Regions from separate parts of the Mus musculus genome. Here region 2 is linked to region 1. The links are chromatin contacts, called in public HiChIP or PLAC-seq maps. All regions are on one chromosome and are shown on one strand. The core of a region is the stretch at or near the end of the contact, and the rest is flanking DNA. Distances in the headings are between cores, read along the strand shown. Region 1 has its middle 5.7 kb from the start of Gm32059. Region 2 holds the start of Slc8a2 (solute carrier family 8 (sodium/calcium exchanger), member 2).

The links. HiChIP or PLAC-seq counts read pairs in DNA pulled down with a chosen protein or histone mark.
Region 2: an H3K4me3 HiChIP or PLAC-seq map of embryonic stem cells shows a contact between it and region 1, with 30 read pairs. The contact joins the promoter of Slc8a2 here to the enhancer-like site in region 1. A contact is called at or near these places in 4 of 39 promoter capture datasets (the C10 cell line, erythroid cells, macrophages and 1 more), 1 of 15 datasets of contacts at CTCF or cohesin (CD8 T cells), 12 of 484 Hi-C or Micro-C datasets (B cells, CD4 T cells, CD8 T cells and 9 more), 15 of 115 datasets of contacts at active chromatin or transcription factors (the 230-238 cell line, CD8 T cells, the SCID.adh cell line and 5 more) and 4 of 9 other capture datasets (adipose tissue, liver, macrophages and 1 more).

The regions. Positions count from the first base shown.
Region 1 is chr7:16,048,109-16,055,618 of GRCm38.p6, forward strand. It overlaps a transcript of Bicra not described here. Among named protein-coding and RNA genes, the nearest start is that of Gm32059, 5.7 kb to the left of the region's middle. Within about 2 kb of position 3,958, at least 341 of the 459 cell types and tissues checked have an H3K27ac peak or open chromatin away from gene starts, as enhancers often do. A contact at or near this core is called in B cells, CD8 T cells, the SCID.adh cell line and 17 more, where this site is marked.
Region 2 is chr7:16,125,709-16,133,218 of GRCm38.p6, forward strand. It overlaps Slc8a2 (solute carrier family 8 (sodium/calcium exchanger), member 2), which reads left to right and starts at 4,118. Exons shown (of 10, transcript NM_148946.3): 1 at 4,118-4,713. Kptn (kaptin) reads left to right here. Exons shown (of 12, transcript NM_133727.2): 10 at 5-140; 11 at 229-399; 12 at 1,410-1,808. The coding sequence ends at 1,535.

The DNA.
Region 1 (7,510 bases), core at 2,708-5,207:
CCTCGGGTATGCAAAAAAAAAAAAAAAAAAAAAAAAAATTTTTTTTAATTAAATGCAAAAAAAAAAAAAAAAAAAAAACCTTGCTGGTTTTGTGTCCCGCCCCCTCCTCTTCCTCCTCCTCTTCCTCCCCTCCGCCCAGCTACGAGGAGGAGCCACAGAAGGCTCCGCCTGTAGTGTGGCAGCTAATCAATCGTAGCAAAGAGCGCTAGAGCGGCAGATCTGATAGCCAATAAAAAGATGCACACTCTGTGGGCGGGAGCACGGAATGTCGGCACCGCCCCCTGCTCCTGGCACGGCCGGGCTGCTTGGGTGTCTGCTGGGCTGTGGTCGGCAACCTGGAGCTGGTGTTCGAGTTGGTGGTGGTGGAAGAGGAGCCAGAGGGTTGATACGTGTCCGTATCCCTGCGCCAGGCCCGCCTAGGAATGGGCCGTTGTGCTCCCTGGTCCAGGATGGTGGCTTCTGAGGGAGGATGCTCCACAAGGCACTTCAGAAGACTTGCAAAGATAGTGTGGTCGAGGCTTCTTGAGGAGGTGGGACAGTGTTTCCCCGCGTTGGACCCAGAGGGTGCCAGGCGATGGGGAGATTGGGGGTGACCTGGACTCCAGACGTGGCGTATAAAGTCTCTCCGAGCCTGGGGATTTTGAGCCGCTGTAGCGCAAGGACTATGGTTAGCCCTGCTAGATAGCCTGCTTCTTCACGCCTGGCCGGCAGCGCAGATCCGAAGCTCAAAAATCCTTTGAGCGACGCTTGGATTCACAGGTCTATTCCCAGAGCACTTGGTGAGCGGGCATTTTTAGCCCTGCTCAGCACGTCCCAGACCGCACCGGCCTGCCCTTCTGCACAGAACTGGTCTGATTTCTTAACGTTCCGGTCTCACATGCCCTTGTTTCTCCCGAGCTATAGAAAACCTGGTGCACAACAGTAGGTATCGAATAAATGCGTCGTATAAACGACTGGCTGATCTGTTTTGTAAGTCTTATCGTTGATTCCATGGCGGCACTAGGGTTTGGCGGGGAACTAGGTCTTGCTATGAAGCACAGGCTGGCCTGGAACTCGCGCTCTACCTGCCTTCACCTCCCAGGCGTTAGGATTATACTTGTGTGTCACTATGACGAGCTTAATTTCTTTTTATTGCTATCGTGAGGTCTAAGGATATATATAGTTAAGTAATGAGGGTGTTTTTGTAGTATGTGGAGGTCCGGGTGCAACAATGAAAAATTGTAAGAGGCTGGAGGCTATGGGCCATGAACAAACGAGCAGGATCCTGCTAAACATCAGCCTTTGCTACTTACTTGCTGTGTGAGGTGATGTAAATTATTTCATCTGTCTGTGCCTCTATTTCCTGTTTTCTAAAACGCTGACTGCAAGTTTGTTGCTCAGTGGATAAGGGCGCTTGCCACCAGTCCTGGCAATGAGTTCAAACCCCAGGAGCCACATTGGTAGAAAGAGAGATCTAACGGCAACCAACAAGTTGTCCTCTGAGCGCTATGCTTATAATGAATGTTTTTGGTGTCTTTTTAAAATGTGATGGGCCGGTTTTATAGAGCGACCATAAAGAAAAGAAAGTGCCTGCTGCTCCCTTTATATGGTGACGTGGTAGACTCCATTGCAGAAGTGAAGCCTTGAGTGTTCAACTTTCACGCTTGGGAAACCAGCACTGTGCACACTGCTTTTATTTTTGTGTAGTTGGCCCAATGAGTTGACCTGAGGATGTTTCCGATCAGAACTGCCCCAAGGGGGCTGGACGTGCAGAATCACTACATTTGGGAGATGTGGGCTGGACAATCAATAGTTCAAGGTCATCCTCGACTACCTGAGGACTACAGGAGAGTTTGTCTCAAAAAGTCTCAGGACTTGCCCAAAGGAGAAAGGGTTAGCCTCCATTTTCACCAAAAGGGAAGTGTTTTGTCCAAGATCATCCAGGAAGTGGGACCCAACCCTCTGCTGAAAATGTCCTCTGTGCAAAATGACCTGACCTGGGTGGCATTTGGTTGTCTGTACCAGAGCTACCAGCACTGGAAAACTCAGAACTTAAAGCAGGACAAAGAGCTAGATGACTTGAGGTCAAGGGGTTGACTTTACATGAGCTTATACATTCACATGGGAAACGTGTTCTAACTAGCTGCATCAGGAATTCAGTGAGAGGCATGCATTCCCTTGTTCTTCCTGCCTCGCATCCACCTTAGTTTATTAGGTGAGGCAAGGAGCAAGCAAGTTACAGCCTCAGTTTCTCTACATGTAGATCATGCTCTACAAGCACCAGATTTCATTTAATTTAGTGTTTGGAGAAAGAGGTCTTGCTACATAGCCCAGGCTGACTTTGAGCTGGCTATTTCCTTGCCCCAGCTCCTCCAAGTGCTGTGCTACCATGTCTGTCTAGGTTCTGGGTCTTTCTGCACTGTGGTATATCTTCTACCCCTATGATGGTACTCAGCACTTAGTATACAAGAAAGGTTAGCTGAGGGTTCAAAGTCATCTTCTGATGTCCAGCAAGTTCAAAGCCTGGGCTACACAAGACCTTGCCTCAAAAACAAAGGTTTGCTGGAAAGATACTATCTATGACGAATACCCCAGACCTCTTAGCTTAGGCGAGGGCTGTAAACACACGCTACTTGGAAGTCCTTGGCTGGGTGTGGAGGAGCCAAGACAAGCCAGCCCCCAAGCTGAGCAAGAGCTGGCACAGACCTGGGAGATCAAATGGCTATTTTCCCTGAGCATCCCTGAAAGCCCATCCAGGCTTCCAAGCTAGTGACAAGAGCCCAAGGTATTCAAAAAGCACTGTGGGGCTGGTGACACAGTTCAGTTGCTAGAGTTTATCCTAGGTCCACATACACTAGGCATAGTGGGCTGCACACCTATACCCCAACACTCTGAATGTATTCAGGAGCATCAAAAGTTTAGGATCAGCGCTTGGAGACATAGCTCTGCGGTTAAGACTTTGAATTACTCTTACAAGAAGACCCAGGGACTGTTCCCGGCATCCATGTCAGCTTACAACAGCCTTTAATTCCAATCCCAGAAGAGTGCATGGATACCCTCTTTTAGCCTCCTTAGGCACTGGAATTCAACGTGTATATATTCAAACAAGAATACCATAGTTCGAAATAAAAATCAATTTCCAAAAACAACAATAGTCAATCACATATCAAATCTAAGGCTCACTTGGGCTACACATGACCCAGCACATCTTTAGTTCTAGCACTTGGGAGGCAGATGAAGGTGGGTCTTTTTGAGTTCAAGGCCTGCCTGCATAATGAGACCCTTACTTGATGAAGAAATAATATTTTTTAAAGAGCTCAGATGGTGCCGGGCAGTGGTGGCGCACGCCTTTAATCCCAGCACTCGGTAGGCAGAGGCAGGCGGATTTGTGAGTTTGAGGCCAGCCTGGTCTACAAAGTGAGTTCCAGGACAGCCAGGGCCACACAGAGAAACCCTGTCTCGAAAAACCAAAAAATAAAAAATAAAAAAAGAGCTCAGATGGCTGCTGCTTCTTTCTTTCTTTCTTTCTTTCTTTCTTTCTTTCTTTCTTTCAAACCTCTTTTGCAGGTTAAACCCAGGGTCTCACACAGCAAGTCACCATCCCTAGCCTTCTTTTTCACTTCTTATATTGACAGGGTCTAAGTTGCTAAAGTTCAGGGCTTGAACTTGCTATCCTCCTGCCTCAGCTTCCTTAGCTGCAGTGATGACAGACCTGCACCACCAGGCTAGGCTGACAGTTTTAATTATGATAGTATAGTGGAAAAGAAAAGGTAGAAGCCCCGTGTTCTTGCTGTGGACAAGGCCAGATATTGGAGAACTGCCTTGCCCGAAGGGCCTGACATCATCTTGTCCTCTGAACCCTCCTCCAGCCTTTTTCCGCACATTTCTGCATATGCCTTAGCTCTTATCAGAGCCCTGAGCCTTTCAGAAACTCAGCTCACTACAGCCCAGCTCCTACCCTGGAGAACCTCGTCAGCGCCATCTGTCTACAGACGGTGTCAATAGCATCCGCTTAATAGCCTAGGTGGGCTTCAGTCTTGCTCTGTAGCCTAGGGCGGACCTGGAACTCTCCTGACCCCCCAGCCTCCACCTTCCGGGATTACAGCTTTAACCACCACGCCTGGATGGTGCTGTGAAAACCAGGGCTTCTTAGATAGTAGATTAAGTACCAACTGCACCACATCTCCAGTTCTATTTTTCAGTGTGTGTATGTTTCTCTCCTTCCAACACGTGGTTTCTGGAGATAAATTTCAGATCAAGTTTTGGTGGCAAGCGCCATTATTCACTGAGCCACCTCGTCAGCCCCTCTTCCACCTCCCCACCTCCGGATTTTAAATAAATGGCTTCCTCCACTGAAAGTAGAAACACTTCCCCGCGGCTCCTGTCAGGCAATGGAAGCTTCAAACTTTGCGCCCCAATTGTTTCATTATCCGAGAAACTGATGGCACACGATTGGTGCATTTTTTCTTTTGCATATAACACTTCAACAACCAAAGCCTGACTCCCGTCCTGAAACACTCCTGCCTTTCCAGGTTGCTTTAAATAAGGGTGAGAAGAGAAAGTTTTTACGAGACTTCCAAGGGCCCGGGTCTTGGTGGCCAGGAGGAGGAAGAGAAGGGGATTCCTTCGTAGTCTCTGTCCTCTAGCTATACCCTTCCACTGTGGCCATAAGGTACCCCTTCTGAGGACAGCCAAGACCGGAGCGCTGTAATCCGGCAGCAAAATCAGGCAGCGATTAGCCCAGCCCGGCCTGGGGTCCTCAGCACCGCAAGTGCGAGGGGCGGAGTCTGGCCTTTGATTGGCCGCATGTGGGGGCGTGGCCACAGCTCCGCCCCACCTCTACCCCCCACACACAAGATAAAATAGGCTTCGCGCCCTGGTGCTCGAAATTATTCGTGTAGTGGGTGTGGCTTATGTTTGTTTACACGCTTCTATTGGCTGCATTTGAATCGGCCCGAGCGGGTGGGCTTCGGAGGCGTGGCCTCGGAGGGCGGGGCCGGCGGCTGACAGCTCTTAGAGTACCGAAACGCTAATGAGGGGATTTTGGATCTGAAGAATCCTTTTGGGGTTTCTGTCAGCTTCCTTAATAAAGGCCAGTCAAGAAACTGAGGCGCACGTTTTTGTAAACATTCCTAAAACAAAATAAAACAAAAACCATGACTATGTTTTAAAAAGCAGATGCAACCTAGCTGGCCAACAATGAAAAACTCTGAAATCAGCTATGATCCTGGCCCACAGTGGGACAGGAAGTCACTGCAATAAACAAGGAAACCGCAAAGTGACACAACAGCTTTTGCAACCACTCAGGGAGAAGGGGAGTTCTGTAAATGCCAAAAGTATGGATGAAAATGGACACGAATCATTTGCTGATGAATTGCACAGAATAACTTACAAAATGGAAATGAATGGACAGGAGTTGGGTGGATCCTAGCTCATTTTGTAACTGTTTTTGTTTGTTTTAGCTTGGTTTGGTTTTTAGAGGCAGGGTTTCTCTGTGTGGCCTTGGCTATCCTGGAACTTATTCTGTAGTCTTCCCCAGTGCTGGAATCAAAAGTCTGGGTCGCCACTGCCCACTTCGTTCTGTAACTTTGTAAAGTTAGAAATTTGTAGCATCTACTCAAATAAATATGCTGTAAATTAAAATAAACAAAATACAAATTTAAGCCACACCTTACATATAAAGGTAGCACACACCTCTAATCCCAACAATCTGGAAGCAGAGGCAAGTAGATTTCTGTGAGTTCAAGGCTAGCCTGGTCTACCTAATGAGTTCCAAGACACTAAGGACTAAGTAGAGAAAGCCTGTCTTAAGAACATAAAAATTATTGTTACTTTTATTATAAATTAACTTCTGAAGACCAGGTCTTAGTTCCTGAGTGAGAAAACTACACAGGGGATGTATTTATTCATCATGGGCCATCACAGCTGGGGCAGAAGAGAGTGGCTTTATAATAACAGGAGGAGTCAGACCCTTCATCTTCAAAGGACACGTTCCAAGCCTCCCGTGGATGCCTGAAAACAGATAATACTAAACATTGAATACTACTTTTTTTCAATTCTTTTGAGATAGGGTCAAGGTTGGCCTTGACCTCCTGATTCTCCTGCCTCCACCTCCCGAGCACTAAAACCTTAGGTATGCACCAGATTGAACCCAGGATTTTGTGTCTTCTAATCAAGAGCTCTACCACAGGTTCTTTTTCTGTAGCCCATGCTAGGCTTCAATCAACACGCCTTTAATCCCAGAACCTGAGAAATAGAGGCAGGTGGGTTTCTGTGAGTTGGAGGACAAGCTGGTCTAGATGGTGACTTCCAGGACAGCCAGGGCTACACAGAGAAACCCTGTCTCCAAAAACATAAATAAATAAATATATACGTATATAAACATAATAGCAAAATAGACCCATTATAACAATATACTTAATAAAAGCTACTTAGAACTTAACCAATGTGTGTGTGTGTGTGTGTGTGTGTGCTTTTGAGACATTTTCTCACTATGTCACTTGGCTTGAACCTCACCATGTAGACCAGGCTGGCCTCAAATTTACCAAGATCCGCCTCCATCTGCCTCCCAACTGCATGCACAACCACATCCAGCTTCACTAATTTTTATACTTTATTTTCATTTTTAAATGACATTGTGTGTGTGTGTGTGTGTGTGTGTGTGTGTGTGTGTGTCTGTGTCTGTGTCTGTGTGTGTGTCTGTGTGTGTGGTGGGCATGCCTCTTTCCTTTATGTTGGTGTGCAGATTGAACTCCAGTCGTCAACCCTGGTAGCAGAAGCCTTGTACCTGATGAGCCATCTTGCCAGCCTTGGGATTTTATTTTTGATTTTTAAGATTTTTTTATTGTTATTTATGTGTATGTCCTATGTCTGTGCAAATAAATGCTTGAAGAGTGCAGACGCCCTTGGAGACCAGAAGAGGTCACTGGATCTCTTGGAGCTGGAGTTACAGACAGTTGTGAGTTGCTGGAAGCCAAAGTCTAAGTCCTCTAGAAGGCTTAGTCACCAAGCCACTCTTCTAGTTTTCTCCCCAAGTTCCCCTCCCCCACCAGTCCCCAAGACAGGGTTTCTCCACGTAGCCCTGGATGTCCTGGAACTCACTCGGTAGACCAGACTGGCTTCAGACTCAGAGTTCTGCCTGCCTCTGCCTCACAAGTGGTATGGTTAAAGGCGTGGGCCACCACCACCCAGCTCCAGGTTTGGCTTTTTGAGACAAGATTTTGGGCTAAATCTCACCATGGGGCTGGAGAGATGAGTCAGCTGTTAAGAACACTGGCTGAAATTCCAGACAACCCAGGTTCAGTTCCCAGTGGGTCACAAGTATCTCATGGTGATCCACCTGCATCTACCTCTCCGGTGACGGGATTATAGGAGTGTGACATTATATCCAGCCTAAAATAAATCTTTCAGAACACCCCCCCCCCCAAAGAGACCAAAACCAACCCAAAACAAAATAACAAAAAGAATAGTTGTGCTAGGAGTAAGGTTGTTGAGAGGAAAAAGAATGAAAATTAAGCCCCCAGATTGTTAA
Region 2 (7,510 bases), core at 2,868-5,367, 78 kb after region 1:
TCAGGGATCTTCTGAACAAGGGTCTGGATGACCAACTTCTCCTGCCTGGCAGTGACCAGTTTGACAGCGTCCTCTGTGGCCTGGTCACTGACGTGGACCTAGATGGACAACCGGAAGTCCTGGTGGCCACCTATGGACAGGTGGGTCTTGGAAGATGGGTCTGCCACTCATGTGTCTCTGCATTGACCTCCTCCTCAGCCTGCATGACCGTGGCCCCTCTCCCCACAGGAGCTGCTCTGCTATAAGTATCGTGGACTGCCAGAGGACAGCAGAGGCTTCCGCCTGCTGTGGCGCAGGAGCTTCGCCAGCCCCCTGCTGGCCATGGCCCATGTGGACCTGACTGGAGATGGCCTGCGGGAGCTGGCCGTGATATCCCTGAAAGGGGTGCACATCCTCCAGGTATCAGGCCTGCCACGGCTGAGGCAGAAGCTGCCACTCACTAAGGGACCTTGCCAGGCTCAGTAGGACGGAGGTTGAGAATGGGGCAGTTGCCCAGCTATAAGCATGGTGTCTTGACTTTAGGAAGGGATAGCCTGGCCTTGGGAGGTCTCTGGCAGCCAAGAGAATGCTACCCAGTGGCATTCATGAGGGAGGTATCAGTCTGGTAAAGCAGAGAGTTAGATGCTGTGGGCTTTAAAATCTCAGTGTGTGTGTGTGTGTGTGTGTGTGTGTGTGTGTGTGTGTGTGTGTGACAGAGACAGAACAAACAGGGAGGGTTTCGTGTGTCCTTCTCTCTTCTATCTTATTCTCTTTAGCCAGAGTCTCCTACTGAACCCCAAGCTAAGCTGGCAGCTCATGACCCCCCAGTGGAGCATCTCTGAGGTCTAACCTCAGCTTCTGCTTTCCACTTCTGCCTGGTTCTTGCTTTGCTAACCTCTCATTTGTTGCAGGATCTCACCTTTGTCCTTCCTGCTGTGATCTAACCTCAGCTTCTCTCTAACAGTTGAACTTCAAATACCCTCTAATGTAGTCTGTTTTGAGCCATCTCTGTCTTTCCTCTGATTACTTTCCTACTCCTTCCTCCCCTTTCTCTTTCCACTTATTTATTTATGTGTCTGGTGCTTAGTATCAGACTCACTGTGCTATGTCCCCCAACCCTTGGGTTTGCAAGGCAGAGTCACATTGTATAGCCAAGCTGTTCCAGAATTCAGTCCCTGTGTCTCAGCTACCGGAGCACCATGCCCAGCCTTCTGCTGATCTCCAATCTCAGTTCTTTCTACTTGGGTCTAATTTGCCCCTCCCACAGGAAGTTGACCTAAAGCTGTATCCCCCACCCAAGTCTAGCCTCTGTTCCCTCCTACTTGGGAGATCAATTCTCATCCAACACCCTGTGGTCTAGTCTCTGCCCAGTATGGTCTGACATGTGTCCCTCTCCTGTCACAGCTTACCGTCCTCTCTTGTCCCCACAGCACAGCCTGATCCAGGCCTCTGAACTGGTCTTGACACGGCTTCGTCATCAAGTGGAGCAGAGGAAACATCAGCAGGGCCTTGGGGACAGAGTTGGGCCCAGGCCTGTGGAACACCCAGCCTCCTGAGCACTCCATCTTCTCAGGTGTGGGCACCTCGTATCTATCATTGTTGATGGGGAGCGAAGCATCTTAGAAGAGGAGTGTGCCCCTTGGACTCCCTCAGAAGGGGAATTCTAAGAGTCCCTGACCCACCCTGGTGTGCTGTGTGACCCTAGCTGATAACTCCTGTCTGAGCCATTTGAAAAGGGATGTTCTCAGCCAACCTCTGCTCCCATCAGGTGTTGGTCCCTGAGGACCATTTACACATTCAGAGCAACAAAGCTGTCCTGGCTGTCTTAATTTCCTTTGTCTGGCAAGCATCTATCAAGTACTTACTGTGTGCCAGGTTCTACAATGTTTAATTCACTCTCAAAGAACTGAGGAGGAGGAGGACTTCGCAGAGATTCCTAGGTTAGACCCAGAGAAAAGAAAGAAAGTTACAGTGTGTGGAGGGTGCATTTTTGAAAACTATGGAGCCATTCTCTGCTCTGGTGAGCTAAACTCAGGAAGTAGAGTCCCAGACAAATGCCACTGAGGTTCATTGTCTCAACCTAGGATGAATAAGGCCACAGACAAGGAGTCAGCACTGAGGGGCAAGTGAGAACTCACCAGGGGCTTCAGGCTCTGTCGGGTCCCCTGGGAGACCCATGGAGACTAGGGAATCTTTGGGGATTTTCAGCATCTCCAGTGAACCCAGTAAGGCCTCTGCAGACCCCCTCAGCCCCAGAGAAGAAGTGATCCTGTTACTGGTCCATTTAGGAGGGGGCTGGTCTTGAAAGAAAAGGGATTAGACTGGTCATGGACCAAGGCTAACAAAGTAAGTGAGCATAGATTCTGGTGTGGAGTGTCAAAGCTAGACCAAGGCAGACAGGCCCAAGGAGATACTGTGCTCAAGTAGGTATTGGGGCTCAGCTAAACAGCCCAAAAGGATCGGAGAGACAAGAGTAGTCACCACCCCCATGGTTCCATCAGAGTCTCTAACCCAAGGCCCAGAGGAATTTAGCCCAGAGAAAATGTTGCTTCCCCAACCCCTAACCAGGAATAGAATTGGGGTCTGTAGGGTTGGTAAAATATTAGAGAGGGACTCCAGGCTGGGGGTGGGGCCTGGACGCTTCCTTGGAGGAATATGTGTTTGTGGGGTTGGGTAGGTAGCTGTCACTCCTGCTAGGGAAGTCCACCTGTAAATCTGACCACCCTCCTGCACTGCAAAGGACATCAGATGCCAAGATCCTGACTTCCCAGGCTCCAACTTCCAAAAGCCAGGCCGAAGCGTGGGAAGCTTCAGGGAGTTGGAATTTCCCTCTCCTGGCAGCAGGCCCAAGAGTGTCCCTCCAGAGCTGGCAGCGGGCACGCTGCTGGCAAAGCCAGCCTTCTCTTCCTGTTGTACCATTTTGTGCTCAGCACCTGTCACCTGTCCTCTAGAAAGAGGGAGCCTGGAGTGGCGTTTGTCCTGAGGGTAGTGATGGGAAGGCGAGTGATGCACACATCCTGAGGTGTGTGCATGTGTGCACTTGCAGGCATGAGTGCTTGCACCTGTGCACCTAGTTGTAGTCAACCACCTGAAGGCTTCAGAATCCTAGGACGTTTGGCTTAGGACTTGGCAGTTGGGGGGAAGTTAAGAAGGGGTCTTATGTAGCTAAAGCTGGCCTCTAGCCAAGGGTAACCTTCAACTCCTGATTCACCTCCACTTCTTGATTGCTGGGATTGCAGGCATGCACCACCATGCATAGTGTATACTGTACTGAGGGCAGAGCCCAGGCTTAGTGCATGTTTGGCAAACATGCTACCAACTGGTCCACATCATCAGCCCCCTCCCCCAAAACTGTTTTGATCTAGGTCTTGCTATGGGGATGGCTTGGAACTCAGCCATCCTCCTGTCTCAGCCCCCTGAGTATGGGGATCAAACAGATGTGTGCCGCCACACTGGGTGATCTTGATCCTTCCTTGCCTTGCGAGCCAAGAGGCAGTACAGCATGCGGTAAAGATACAGAACCTGAAGCCACAGTTGCTGCCTCAGTTTCCCCCTCGTAATGTCAAAATGGAGCTAACAACATCTACCTCTGGGGATTGGGAGTGAGACCGTGTTTTGGCGTGGCAGGGGCAGAGGGAATGGTTCTTGTCGTACCTGGGCACTCTGGTAGCAGTTCCCTGTCTTCTGTAAGGTGCTCTGAGCAGGCTGAGCCTGTGAACTTGGAAAGATCTGCCTCCCGACATTCCTTCCCCCACTTCCCCCAGGTCTGCCAGCCTGTGGCTATTTGTAGCAATGACTACATCTCTGGGCCCTTGTATGGAGGGGTTGCTATGCGTGTGTGATCAAAGAGAGGGACTGGGATACCACAGCACAGACTGGTGTACGAACTTGCGCCCTCCATCGCTGTCCTCGGATTCTAGTGCTGAACCCCAAGATTGGGCAACCTGCAGCCCCAGCCCTGCCAAGCCCCTCTACCACCCACTAGCTTCCTTGGCTACGCCCCTTTCCGGGCTCCTCCCTCCTGCCCCTTTGCAGGGCATAGTCTCTGTTCTGTAGCCCCGCCCCTGGTCACGCCTCCTCATATTGGCTCCTCCCTCGGCGGTTCTCTAGTCTGAGCTCCCAGGCCTCACTCCCTCCCATAAACCCTACCCTCTCCTGGCTCCTCTTTTCCTCCAGCGACTATATCCCTCCTCCTGGTGGTCCTTTCCCCAGCTCCCCTGTGCCCACTCTCTCTCCTCCTTCAACTCCTCCCTCTTCCAGGCTGTCCCTGTCCTCCAACCCACAACTACCCTGTTCCCACACACCACCCTGCCTAAATTTCCTCTCTCCCACCTCCTGGTGGTCCTTTCCCCAGCTCACTTGTCCCACCCCCTCCCGTCAGCGGCAACTCCCTCCTTCAGCCTAGACTCTCTTAACGGCTGATTCCCCCGCCCCAGTTCCTCTGTCCCCGCCCCCTTCCCCCGGCCTCCTCCCAAGCTGTATTCCCCTACCTCTCCAGTCTAGCCCCCTCTCCGGGGCTGCTCTCTCAACTCCCCCCTTTTCTCTGTCCCCGCCCCCTCCCCTGGGCTCCGCCCTCCTCCCGGCCCCTTCCCGGTTCCCCTCCTCGCATCCCCTCTCCTCCCTCCTCCCTGCTCTCCCTCAGTCCCCGGCTCCTCTCCCTCTTTCTCCCTTTTCTCCTCGGGCGGAGGCGCCCACCGCGGGGGCCCAGCGGGGACCGGCCCGGCCGCAAGGCAGGTAAGAGCCCGGCGTGGCCGTCCGGAGCCTCTGGGGTTGCGGGAATCCAGGCTGCGCCGCATCGTCAAGTGCGGGGGCTTTCTGAGCCCTGGCTCTGAGTCCTGGCTGCTCCGCTTTCAGCGTGCGCCATGTGTATGGTGTATGTCTGTCTGTCCGTCTCTGGGCACCTGGGTCTGTCTCTCCCCTCCCTCTTCTCCCTCTGCCTGCAGCCAACTCACACCCACACACCTCTGTCTCCGCCCCTGATGCACGGGGAACCTGGAGGAGGCAGATTCCCCGCAGTGTGGACTCCCCCGAGGGCCTGAAGTGCCCCCAACTCCTCCTCACCCCATTTTAGCCCAGGTCTCTCCATCCTCTCAACCTTGACTTTCTGAGACTGGTCCTGCCTACAGCCTAACCAGTGTAATAACATTTGACCAGTCCTTCCAAAGTCTAACTCCCATATCTCTCACTGTCCATTCATTCTTTGGACAACTCTGAGGCACTGTGCTACTCCTGGGCACTGTTCTAAGATCAGGCTAGACAGGTCCTTCTCACAGTCTCACTTCCTCCAGCCTCACACCTTCACAGCGAGGTTGGGTGGGAAAGCAGAAACCTTCTGGGGACTCTACAAAGGGGCTCAGCCTGACGTTTTCCTTCCCTCGGGAAGGGCTCCAGAGAAGGTAGGCGAGGTGCTAACCAACACCTGGGCCAGAGCTGGGGTGAGCTTTCTGCCTACAAGATACCCGCCCTGCGTGGAAGGCGCGTGGGGATTCCAGATGGCTTAAAAGATCACTGGGTTAGGAGCTCCACGCCTTAATGCCACATTTGTGTTCTGCCTCTGACTTGACCAAGTCCTTTCTCTCCCTACTGGTCTCAGTTTAGTCTGCAATCTGCAACTGTGTGTGTGGTGGGGCCCTGTGTGGTTGATGGAAAGAGTAGTGTGTGTGTGTGTGTGTGTGTGTGTGTGTGTGTGTGTGTGTGTGTATGTGTGTTCTGAATTCTGTATTCCCACTCTGCTTTGGATCGCCCCCACCCCCAGCAGTCAGTATACGCGCCAGGTCCTCACCCTCTATGGCTGCCTTGAGGAGTTCCACCTGACTTTCCAGAATCCCCCAGAGACAGGCCAGGCAGAACAGGACACTCACCACTATCCCAGCTGGCCAGCAGCCTATGAGGTTGGTGGAGAGACGGCCTTGAAGATGCAACACTGAGAGGGTGCTACCATCTGCCCTGCCGGCCCTCCCTGGACTCAACCTGATCCTTTCGACATTGAGTCTACACCCAGATTAGCTTTCAAGACTCAGAGGAGAAAGCCTGGAGCAGTAACTGTGGCCGCCCCAGCCACAGACAGACAATGCTCAGGCCTCTTGTCCAAGTGTTTCACAAATATTTATCTAGTGCTTTCTCTCCTGAGTCCCTCTTCCAAGACTAGGAGATGGGGGGGAGGAATCAGTGTGACAGCAAAAAGGGATCAAATAGACCCTGCCTCTGGGCGGGCAAACATTAGTCCACTGACCCTGGTGTTCCTGAAGGACTGAACCTGGACGAACAATTGGTTAGACTTGAACTAGGACTTCCCAGGCATCTCACCCTCCCCCAAAGAGGCAGTTAGATGATTCTTGACTTACAGGGTCTTCCCTGTCTCTCCCAAAACCCAAAAAGGGAGGAGGGAGAAGCAAAGGGAAGTCTGCTTGGGATCCTGGTGGGTTCATAATTACGCATGAGTGTTTGCTAATTAGGGGCTGCTAATTAGATATATCATTAAAGGCCTTGTCTAGGGGGCTAACTGTGTATCGGCTCTTTAAGAATCACCCCTCTCCCCGCCCCTGCCTACACACACACACACACACACACACACACTCCACTCCTTTTCGGGAAGTTCTGCCAACATACTGCCTCCCTCCCCCAGAGCGGGCTCCTGGTCTGTGGGTGTGAATTGAGGGTAGGCTGTGGGTTAGACTTCGAGAGGAACTTTCAGACTGACATAGAAGGTGGAAATTCCTGGAGACAAGGCTCGAGGCACCCCAAGGCATTTCTAATGGGCAGCAGGCTCAGGTGACAGCTCCTCGGGCTGCCTTTTCTCTATAATAGGCAACTGGGTTACCATAACAACCTGAGGGTGGAGCCAGGAGCTCAGACCTTGGGCACCTTCTGGGGGGAGTGGATGCTGGGTGATCTGTGCAAATTGTTTCACTTCTCTGAGCCTTGATCCTCTACTTTGTGAACTGAGTGAAAGAGTCCTCTCCAAAGGCCAGGGGTGTCATTGTGGAGAGCACAGTCAGAGCCCCAAGGAAGAGCGGGCTTCAGGCCCCAAGGGAGAAACAGCAGAGGCTAGAATGCCTGAAACAGAGCAGGGGGGCCAGAGGCCATGCAAGCAAGGGAGGGATCCACAGTCCTCTGAGACTGGAGTTGTGGAATATCCTGGAAGGAGAATGGACGGGCGCTCCTGTGTGCTTATTTTTTATTTGTTATTGTGTGGATGTGGATGGTCAGAGGACAACTGTGTAGAGTCAATTCTCTCTTCCTATCTCTTCTTTGGCCATGGCACACTTAAACCCTCCTCAAAATAAATAAAATGTAATAAAACATAAACACAGAAAGACAAAAATAGACGCTCATACCCAGAACCTACTACAGCCCCCTCAAGAGCCAAGCTGCAATGCCTGGAATTGCCCAGTGGACTCCTGGCCTCCAGCTGACACTGGTTTCACAGTGTTCTTTGTACCTGGCATCCTTCACTCAGCCATGCATCTCAGGATCAGGTTCCTCTATGTCATCACGGTTAGCCACAGTCCCCTCTCTGCTTAGGGGCAGT